Linked DNA regions of Mus musculus: region 2 is linked to region 1. A link is a contact called in public Hi-C data. All regions are on one chromosome and are shown on one strand. The core of a region is the stretch at or near the end of the contact, and the rest is flanking DNA. Distances in the headings are between cores, read along the strand shown. Region 1 overlaps Dock1 (dedicator of cytokinesis 1). Region 2 has its middle 21 kb from the start of Gm36356.

The links. A called contact is a pair of places that touch in the nucleus more often than the background predicts.
Region 2: a Hi-C map of cortical neurons shows a contact between it and region 1. The contact joins two enhancer-like sites.

The regions. Positions count from the first base shown.
Region 1 is chr7:134,722,859-134,727,395 of GRCm38.p6, forward strand. It overlaps Dock1 (dedicator of cytokinesis 1), which reads left to right. Exons shown (of 52, transcript NM_001033420.2): 2 at 1,472-1,555. Among named protein-coding and RNA genes, the nearest start is that of Dock1, 54 kb to the left of the region's middle. Within about 2 kb of position 2,228, at least 25 of the 459 cell types and tissues checked have an H3K27ac peak or open chromatin away from gene starts, as enhancers often do. A contact at or near this core is called in cortical neurons, where this site is marked.
Region 2 is chr7:135,462,457-135,466,814 of GRCm38.p6, forward strand. No RefSeq gene overlaps it. Among named protein-coding and RNA genes, the nearest start is that of Gm36356, 21 kb to the right of the region's middle. Within about 2 kb of position 2,630, at least 52 of the 459 cell types and tissues checked have an H3K27ac peak or open chromatin away from gene starts, as enhancers often do. A contact at or near this core is called in cortical neurons, where this site is marked.

The DNA.
Region 1 (4,537 bases), core at 978-3,477:
TGTGGTCATGACTGTCTGGTGATTTGGGGCCACGTGCCAATCATAGAGCCATGCCATCCTTCACAGATAAGATTGTGGGTCTGCGGGCTCATTTCCAAGTTACATTTATGGTTTTGGAATGTGTGTATGAGATTCTCGGCCCTCTTTTCACTGCTTCTGAATAGGTAGGGTTCTTTGTGGGGAAACACTAAGAAAAAAATCATGTGTATACATTTTGCATGTTCACACAGGCCCAGATGTGTTTACACTCAATGTGTTCGTTTTATTTCATTTTTAGTATGTCTGACTTTCTTTTTTTTTCTTTTCCGGCTCTCTAACTGAGTAGGCATGCTGGAAGCGATGCTGTTCACGGCAGTGATATAAAAGCATTTATGGTTCCTAAAGGCTTAAGAATATGGCTGTGCTGAACTGGGGACGCTCAGCATCTGCTCTGGGCCGCCTTTACCTGCGCCGTTATCTCCTGTTAAAGAGTCACTATAAAATGCTAAATAAACTTAATAACTGGTAACAACCCACTTTGCCAGTTGGGGACACTTACATTTTATGAATTTGGGGGAAATACTTGAGAAAATGGGATTTTGCAGGTATGTGTGTGTTTGGAGGCTTGAGATGGGCTGTGAGCCCGAGCAAATGCCCTTGCTTTGACATTTTAGAAGGAACTCGGAAGCTGAGCATTATTCTTTGCAGAAAAAGTGTGTCACTTCCCAATTCAATAAAGGACTTTGGTGTCAACTAAACTCACAGTGGGCCAGATAGGTCTAAACATGCCTGTCATAGATGGCCTAAGCCGTTACCTTCACACGCCCAGAAAGGGGAACTTCAGTTGAGGAGTTGCCTCCATGCCAATGGCTTGAGGACATGCCTGTGGGTGGTGGGAGGACCTAGCTCTCTGTTGGCAGTACCATCCCTAGGCAGGTTGGCTGTCTAAGAAAAGTAGCTGAACTTAGGGCTGGGAGCAAGCCAATAAACAGCGCTTTTCCAAGGTCTCCACTTCAGTTGCTACCTCAAGGTTCTCAACTTGAGCCTCTGCCCTGGCGTTTTTCAATGATGGACTGCAATGTGTAACTACAATAAACACTTCCCTACATACATTGCTTTTCCTCCGTGTTTTATCATGCGACAGAAAAAAGGAGCTTGGGGCTACTGCTGGGTGGGTAGTGGGTTTCTTTGTGGTGTTGGGGAAACATTTGGAATCTAGGGGTGATAAGTTGCATACCATGAATATAACCAAAGCCCAAGATTGCATACTTAAATCACATTCTCTCCCCACAATAATAAAAAAAAAAAAAAAGCGGAGCTGCTTGGAATTAGGAATGGTTATGAATTGGCACATGTTTAAGATGCGCCCTTTCCCTTTTGTGTGTGGAACTGAAGGCTGCTCATGTGAGTTTATCTAGACTGAATATATTGTAATGTTGAAAATAATCCTTTCTGCTTCTGCTAATGCATTCTCCTGTCACTTTTCCAACAGCCTTTTACAACTACGATGCCAGGGGAGCAGATGAACTGTCCCTTCAAATTGGAGACACCGTGCACATCCTAGAAACTTATGAAGGTAAGTGAGGCTTGATGGCTCCCTGTTGGGGATTTGGGATGACGCTTCAGGGCCTTCTGGGGGGGGGGGGAAGTGCTTCTCTGTTAGGGTGCTACATTCTCAGGATGGACACTTTCCCCACAGATAGATGCTCTTCCAGGCAAAGGTTGCTCGGGCAGCTATTTGTTAAATTCAGTGAGGCTTTGTTAAGGCCAACTTAAAACTAAGCATCATATTTTTAACCCCTAAATGCTTCTCACTGGCTCGTTATTTTGCACATATATGTAAATATTTTTTGTTTGTTTGTTTCGTTGGTTTGTTTTGTTTTTCAAGACAGGGTTTCTGTGTGTAGAGATCCAACTGCTTCTGGCTCCCAAGTGCTGGGTGGGATTAAAGATGTGTGTCAGTACCACCGGGCTGTGTGTAAATTTTGACTGAAACTGACTGACTTGGTGAGAGACAGATTTGGAGAATTCAGTGTGTTGCTCTGATGTGTGTGATGAGTGTTTTAAGTAGTCTTTTTTTGTTTTGTTTTTAAGTTTTCACTTTGATTTGTTAATAGTGTGTCTCAGGGGAAACTGCAGCTGCCATGCTGACCTTTTCCTTTGTCTGTGACCCCCATTTTCTTCGGGGTGAAAAGATCACAAGTTACATGGGCTATGGTTCAAGGAAGCAATTGTGGCTTTTCTGATGCTCTTGGTTAGTGCCTTGCACAGCCTGCGAGCCACTGTGGGTGTTCTGCGGTGGTTGTTACTGAGTGTAGGGGCATCGGCGGGCGGGCAGCTTGCTTCCTTACTTCTCTCTTTTTAGGCATCGCTCCCCTCAGTTTCCTTAAGGTTGGTGTTTCTGTGTCTGCTGGCTTCCTTTTCTGCCGGAAAAGATGACTCCATAAGCAGTGTTTGAGTCCCGGGACCTGATTTAAATAACCAAATTGCTTTCAGATCGGGTTCAGCGAAAGCCTTACAAGTGAGAGAGGAAATTGTAGACAGCTCATAGTAACCAACAAATTGAACTTCCAGAGAGGTCTTCACACTCCACTTTGCACAGGAGTGAGCTGTGCTCCGCTTCTGCCAGCCAGGCAAGCGGGGACTGGCTCCCGTGTCCCTCAGAGACATGGCTGAGAAGCAAAACCCTATTAAAAAAAATCCATGTCTTGCCCCTTATTTCTTCCTCTGATGCAGGAAGACTCGGAAGAACTCTATTCCATTTGCACCGTTTACTTGCAAACTGTGTGGGGGATGAGGGAGTCAGCTCTGTATGCCTAGAAGCAGCTGGAGCTTGGCAAAAAGGAGCCCCAAAGCGAATGAGTGGCTGGCTGTGATGGGCGCCTTCTGCTTGTTTTCAGTTTTGACAGCTGACAGTTGGATTTCCTTATCTGCTCTCCCGTACAGATTGCCAGTGGCTTCGAGGAAACAGAGAGAGAAATTAAGTTGAGGTGAAGGATCAGGCATCTCATCTCAGACACTTTTTCTGATCTGAAGGGAAATGCTGATAGGTTTCTTTTATTTTTTTAATTGCCCCTAGCTACTTGAATGTGGAATCCCTGGTTCCTCCGCTCAGAGCCTCAGTGTCTTTCCTGAATAGTTAATGATTTCCTGGGGCACCTGGCTGGGTGGAGTGTGGTGTCTTCCTTTACTTCTGGAGGACACTGTCCCCTCTCGCCCTGCCACCTCAGTCACATCAGTGGGCCTTGTTCTACACTAACCTCACAGTGATCTGCTAGTGGCTTTGACTTCCGGTCTTCAGCCAGGATTAATTTGCAGGCCAGTCTTGGATCTGATTAAACCAGCAGTGTCTTTCCAAAAGACTCTTTAATATAAAATGCTTTTCCCTTCCTGGGCAGCTAACTTCTTGGTGGACTCTGGGCCGAGAAATACATTAACTGCATCTTCCAGAAACTGGGTGACTTTATCATCAAGTAAAGATACCACTGCCAAGGCTTCCCTGCGCCTACATTCTGCTCATGGCTTGTTTTGGAGTTTGGCACAGTTTCCATCTTTCTCTCCTCTCCACTTTTCTTCTCCCTCTCCCTCTCCCTCCCCCTCCCCCTCCCTCCCTCCTTCTGTTTATCAACCTTGATTTTCTTTTTCTTTATGGTCCAGGATTTCATTATATATAGGATGCTGCAAACACTGTAACATCTAAGCGCCCACTCAGTCTCCCTGTGCCCCATGCTAAGCTGGATTCCCCCTTTTTTTCTCCACCTCCCTTTTTTCCTTCTCCTTTTAAGATGATTAGCCTTTATTACATGCAGTTCAAAGACCACATTTACCTTACAGTTAATTGCTCTCTGAGGCTTGCTGAGGTGGAGGGTGTCTAACTGCAGCCCAAAGGCCATATGCAGGTGAGGACAGCTCCCAGTACCACCCTCCAGAAAATTGTAAACGTAGTTAAGCCTTTAGGAGATTTCTCTCTCCCTGTCTTTTTTAATTGTAAAAACTTGAATGCTCTTAGCATGAGTGCTGTAGACAACAACAACCGTTAAAAGGTTGGACAGGCTTGCTACAGCCAGGAAAGGTACCTAACTTCAGGTCACAGCACTGTGGAGGTGGGCAGATGCACTCAGTGCAGGCTCTTGCCTTTCCAGTCATTTCTAGTGTTGAGTGCTAACCAGTCACATGGAAACACTAGTCCCAGCTGCTCAAGAAGGGACTCTGGTGCTGTGTAAGTTTCCCCAGGGCTGCATGCTGTTTCAGGGCAAGCCTGAAGCACTGTACAAAGGTTGAGAAATTATCTTTTGGATGTGGCGGTTACAACTAACTAACGCTGACTAATTCAGGTATTTGGGTGATAATGCTATATATATTCTTCCAACTTCCTATGCTGGCATATGGCCTCCCTGAGCTCAGGGCTGTATTTCTGCTATGTCTGTCTGTCTGTCTGTCTTTCCAGTGGGTGTCTCTTTTCGGTATGGAAGAGCTGATACATGAAGGGCAGCAGCAAACCCTGCCTGGGAGTTGTTCTAAGTGTGTTATCTGCCAGCTGAGCATCTTTTTGGCCAGC
Region 2 (4,358 bases), core at 1,380-3,879, 740 kb after region 1:
AGAAAAGTCTGGGAATCTCTTGGAAATCTGTATGGGGAAACTGACCCTTTTGTATGTGGGTTATACCGTACATGGGACCTTTGTCCTAACCCTACCAAGCTAAAGCAATGAGCAAATGAACCCTCATTCTGCTTCGGGTACCCATGAGGCAATGGGCATATGAATTGTGGCCTGAGTTCCTCTAGCTGTATGTGCCTGTAACTATGGAACTGATAGGGTGGAGACAGTAAGGAGTCTGATCCTGGGAGTCCGCAGCAACCAGCCCAGCCTACTTGGTGAGCTTTCAGGCTTGGTAAGATATATTCTGTGTCACAAAAAGAAAAAAAAAGTGAATGGTGCCTAAGTAAGGACACATGAGGTTGATCTCTGATTCTCACACACAAGGCACACACACTACCCAGAAAACATACCCCCACACACACACACCCCAAAAGAGACTGCTGAGATGGCTCAAATGGTAAAGATGCTTGCATGCAAATCTGACAAGCCCTGGGACCCATATGGTAGAAGGAGAGAAATGAGAACTAACTCCAGGTAAGTTGTTCTCTGACTTTCACATGTGTGATACACACACACACACACACACACACACACGTATAAAAATTATATGTAATTAAAATTTTTTTCAAGGGAAAAACACTAGAATATAGCCCACTCTTGGGGTTACACACACACACACACACACACACACTCACTCACACACATAGACACACACGCACTGCCCTCTGTTTCCACTTGTGTATAGCTAGTCTTTTTATTAGATAAATGCCAGTGGCCAGACCCCAGGTGTTTCCATTCATGTTAAATTGTTACCCTGGGTAGCTTTTCATGTTAGCCTGTTTCCCAGTGTGAAGGAGCTGGGTAGCAACAGGATATGTCCCCGCACTGAGACTGTTATGGAAACATGTCAACCACCAGCTTAAGTGACATGACTGTACCGCACCGGGAATTGAGTTACTTCTTAAGAAACTACTGAGAGGAATGGTTAGACCACACCTAAAGTGGGTTTCACAGAGCTGCTTCCTCCAGCAGGACATGGCCTCTGCTGTCTTGAATCAGAGCAGCTGTGCTCACTAGCAAAGACCCTCAAGAGAGAGGCTTGTTGTGTCCTGGGTTCCCCTGCAGCTCACAAACCTTCACAAGATTCTCACAGACCTTTTTCCTTCCTGGGTAGAGGATGTGGGAGGTGGACTGGGGCTTGAGGCTCTCAGTAAGGGGACTGATGTAAGCTGCACAGAAAACTTCCCAAAGATGTGATCACTCTAAGTCACCCATGCTCCTGTAAGGAACTCTAAATTGACCAGTTATCAAAAGAGACTCCCATGGAATCTTTTCTTGGATCTGTCATCCCTCTATCTCCAACAAATACATATTTCTTTATGTCTCATCAAAAAAAAAAAAATCACATGACACTAGGCATCTGGGGTCAGATTGTGTGCTCCAGAAACACATCTTAGTCTTGGTTCTCTCAAGTCTAGAACCAAATTAAGAACTAGAAGGCACTTGGCTCTCGGGAATGGACTGGGGAGTGCCAGTAAGTCTTAGCTCTTCCTACATATTCATTGCTAGAAAACCCTGTGAACTGTGGGCCAGAGAAGACTGCCAGGCAACCCCCTGGCAAACTCTGTGTGTGTGTGTGTGTGTGTGTGTGTGTGTACACGTGCACGCGCGTGCGCATGTGTATAGGTACATATGTGCTGCATATGTTTATGCATATGTGTATAGGGTACATACACGAATATCCAGAGGCATACCAATGGATGTAGAGGTCAAGGAAGGCTTCAGTTATCTTTTTCTACCATTCTCCACTTTATTGTGTCGAGATGGGGTCTCTCATTGAATCTGTTTCAGTTAGGCTGTCTGGCCACCAAGCTCTCAGGATCTGCCTGTCTCTGCGCCCCCAGCACTGGAGTTATGCACAGGGATGCCCAGATTTAGATGTGCGTGCGTGCTAGGAACACAAAGCCAGCTCTCCAGGCTTCCACAATAAGTGTTCCTATCCACCAAACATCTTCTCAGCCCTTGCAATGGGTCTGCTCGAGTTAATCAACTGTTCCTTTCTCATCTTCCAAGCTCATTACTGCACATCATTGAAGATTCCAGCCCAGGTCTTCCCCTCTGCCATGCAGCTCTCTCCAACCTCCTCAGTGCGGAGATCATAGCCCAGAAGATTGAAAGCTATTGGGCAACTATAGTCACTCCAGATGGTTCACAGGAGCCTGACTGGTCCATAAGCAATAACTCTAGGTAGTCACAATCTGAAAAGAAGACCCTATGGTCAATATAAGGCCAATGCCAGTATGTGCCCAATATGACTTAAGCCAACACACCGCAGTGGTATGCACAATGGAGGCATGAAAAGGCCAGCACTGCTGTATGGCTGTTCCACTGTAACTGTCATTATCCATGCTATAACAAGAGAAGCATGGATGATTGGCAGCTCGTATGTCTCAGGGCCTGCCTCCCACAGCATCCACTGCAGAATCTCTCTGAGTGCGTTGGAAATTTACAGCCCAGGGCAAGGTGCAGTGTGAATGTCTCTTAAAATAAATAAACAAAGAGTAACAGCAACAAGACAAATACAACAAAACCACATGGCATCATGTGGAAGGAAAGTGTGACCCCTGCTGGATGCTCTTGGGACTGACTACCACCAGGCAAAGAAAGAGAAGGCAGAAAGGGACAGAGGGAAAAAGAGAAGAGGAGAGGAGAGGAGAGGAGAGGAGAGGAGAGGAGAGGAGAGGAGAGGAGAGGAGAGGAGAGGAGAGGAGAGGAGAGGAGAGAAGAGAAGAGAAGAGAAGAGAAGAGAAGAGAAGAGAAGAGAAGAGAAGAAAAAGGCTTATGCTGATGGGCTAACCCAAAGCCCCTGTAATCCGCAGCCCCTCTTTCTATGAATGGAGGTTGAATGAGGCAGTCTGATGGAGCTCACCGCTGCGTAGCGCCTGTGTCTCCTGATACCCCAGTATCCTCACGGGGAGAAACGAGCCTGCATTCACTCCCAGGAGGCAGAGCATCCAGAAGCATGCTTCTCCCACATAGTTAACATTTTTCAAACGACTTTGAGGCACGGTTTTGTGGACAATCCTGCAGTGACTGAGCTTGGAGAATTGGTATGTGGCGGGGACAGGAAGCCTTTGTGTACTGAACACTGCTGGCTTGTTGGCGCTCCCTTTGCCAGTTCGCTGTGGGAGGGGTGGCGGGGTTGTTTTGCTTTGTGAAATTCAGTCCTCTTGCACACTCCGCTCTGCCCACCCTGAGGACCGAGAAAGGGTGAAAAGACGCCAGTGGGGAAAATAAAATCTCCCCTAAACTTCAGAATAGGGAAAGCTGGAAAGAATGAACCCCTGACCTCATAAAACATCACTTCTTCCCTGACAGGGCAGGATGTCTCAAGCCTGGACAGTGTGGCTGGAATGAGGCTTCAAGTGCAGCCCAGCTTCCGATGTTACAAATCTGCCCGGGAATTCCTTGGATTGGATACCCACTCCGTCTTACCTGCCAAATATGCAGGTGCTTAACAGAGACCATGTCTCTTTTATCCACAGTTTGCAGAGTCCACCACTGTCCTGGATGTCTTGTTTGTGGCAGAAGTACACACCTCTCCTCCCCTAGACCCACAGCTACCTCAGACAAAACAGTCCTAGCTGGACTGAACTGGTTCCATCTGTTGACTCTGGAAACTTAAGGACACCCAAACTCAGCTTTCCTGTGAATGGTCAAGGAAGGGAGTGGCCCTGTGCCCACCTGTCATCATTTGACACATACAAGAAGATGCAAGGGTATGAAACCCCTTTTGCCATCAAAAGAGACAGAAAGGCAGCCTCCCATACTGACTGCCTATGTCCTGAGTCTGTCCTGCTGAAAAATGTTCCTCCCCTGTGTCACAGGATCCCAAAGATGCCACCAAGTCCAGAGCGGCCATAGTCTCCAGCAGCAGCAGCAGCAGCAGCAGCAGCAGCAGCAGCAGCAGGAGGAGGAGGAGGAGGAGAAGGAGGAGAAGGAGGAGGAGGAGGAGGAGGAGGAGGAGGAAGAGGAGGAGGAGAAGCAGTTCAGCATCTCTCACCTCACCTTTGCTCTGATCCCAGTACCTCCATCACAGTCTTACCACCCTCCCCGCCACTACTGCCACCATTCCCACAGCCCTGAGCACCATCACTGGCACGGTAGCGGTAACCACAGTCACCATACCATTCAGCAGGGCCACCGACAACCACTGCCATCACAACCACCATTGCCAATTACTATAGCAACATCCACACTATCACACCACAAGCACAATCCCCTCCTCTGGAAGATGCTAATTTGTTTCTGTTCCCTGAAACTGGGTGACTGTCAATTAAGGTGGAACATCAAGCGGA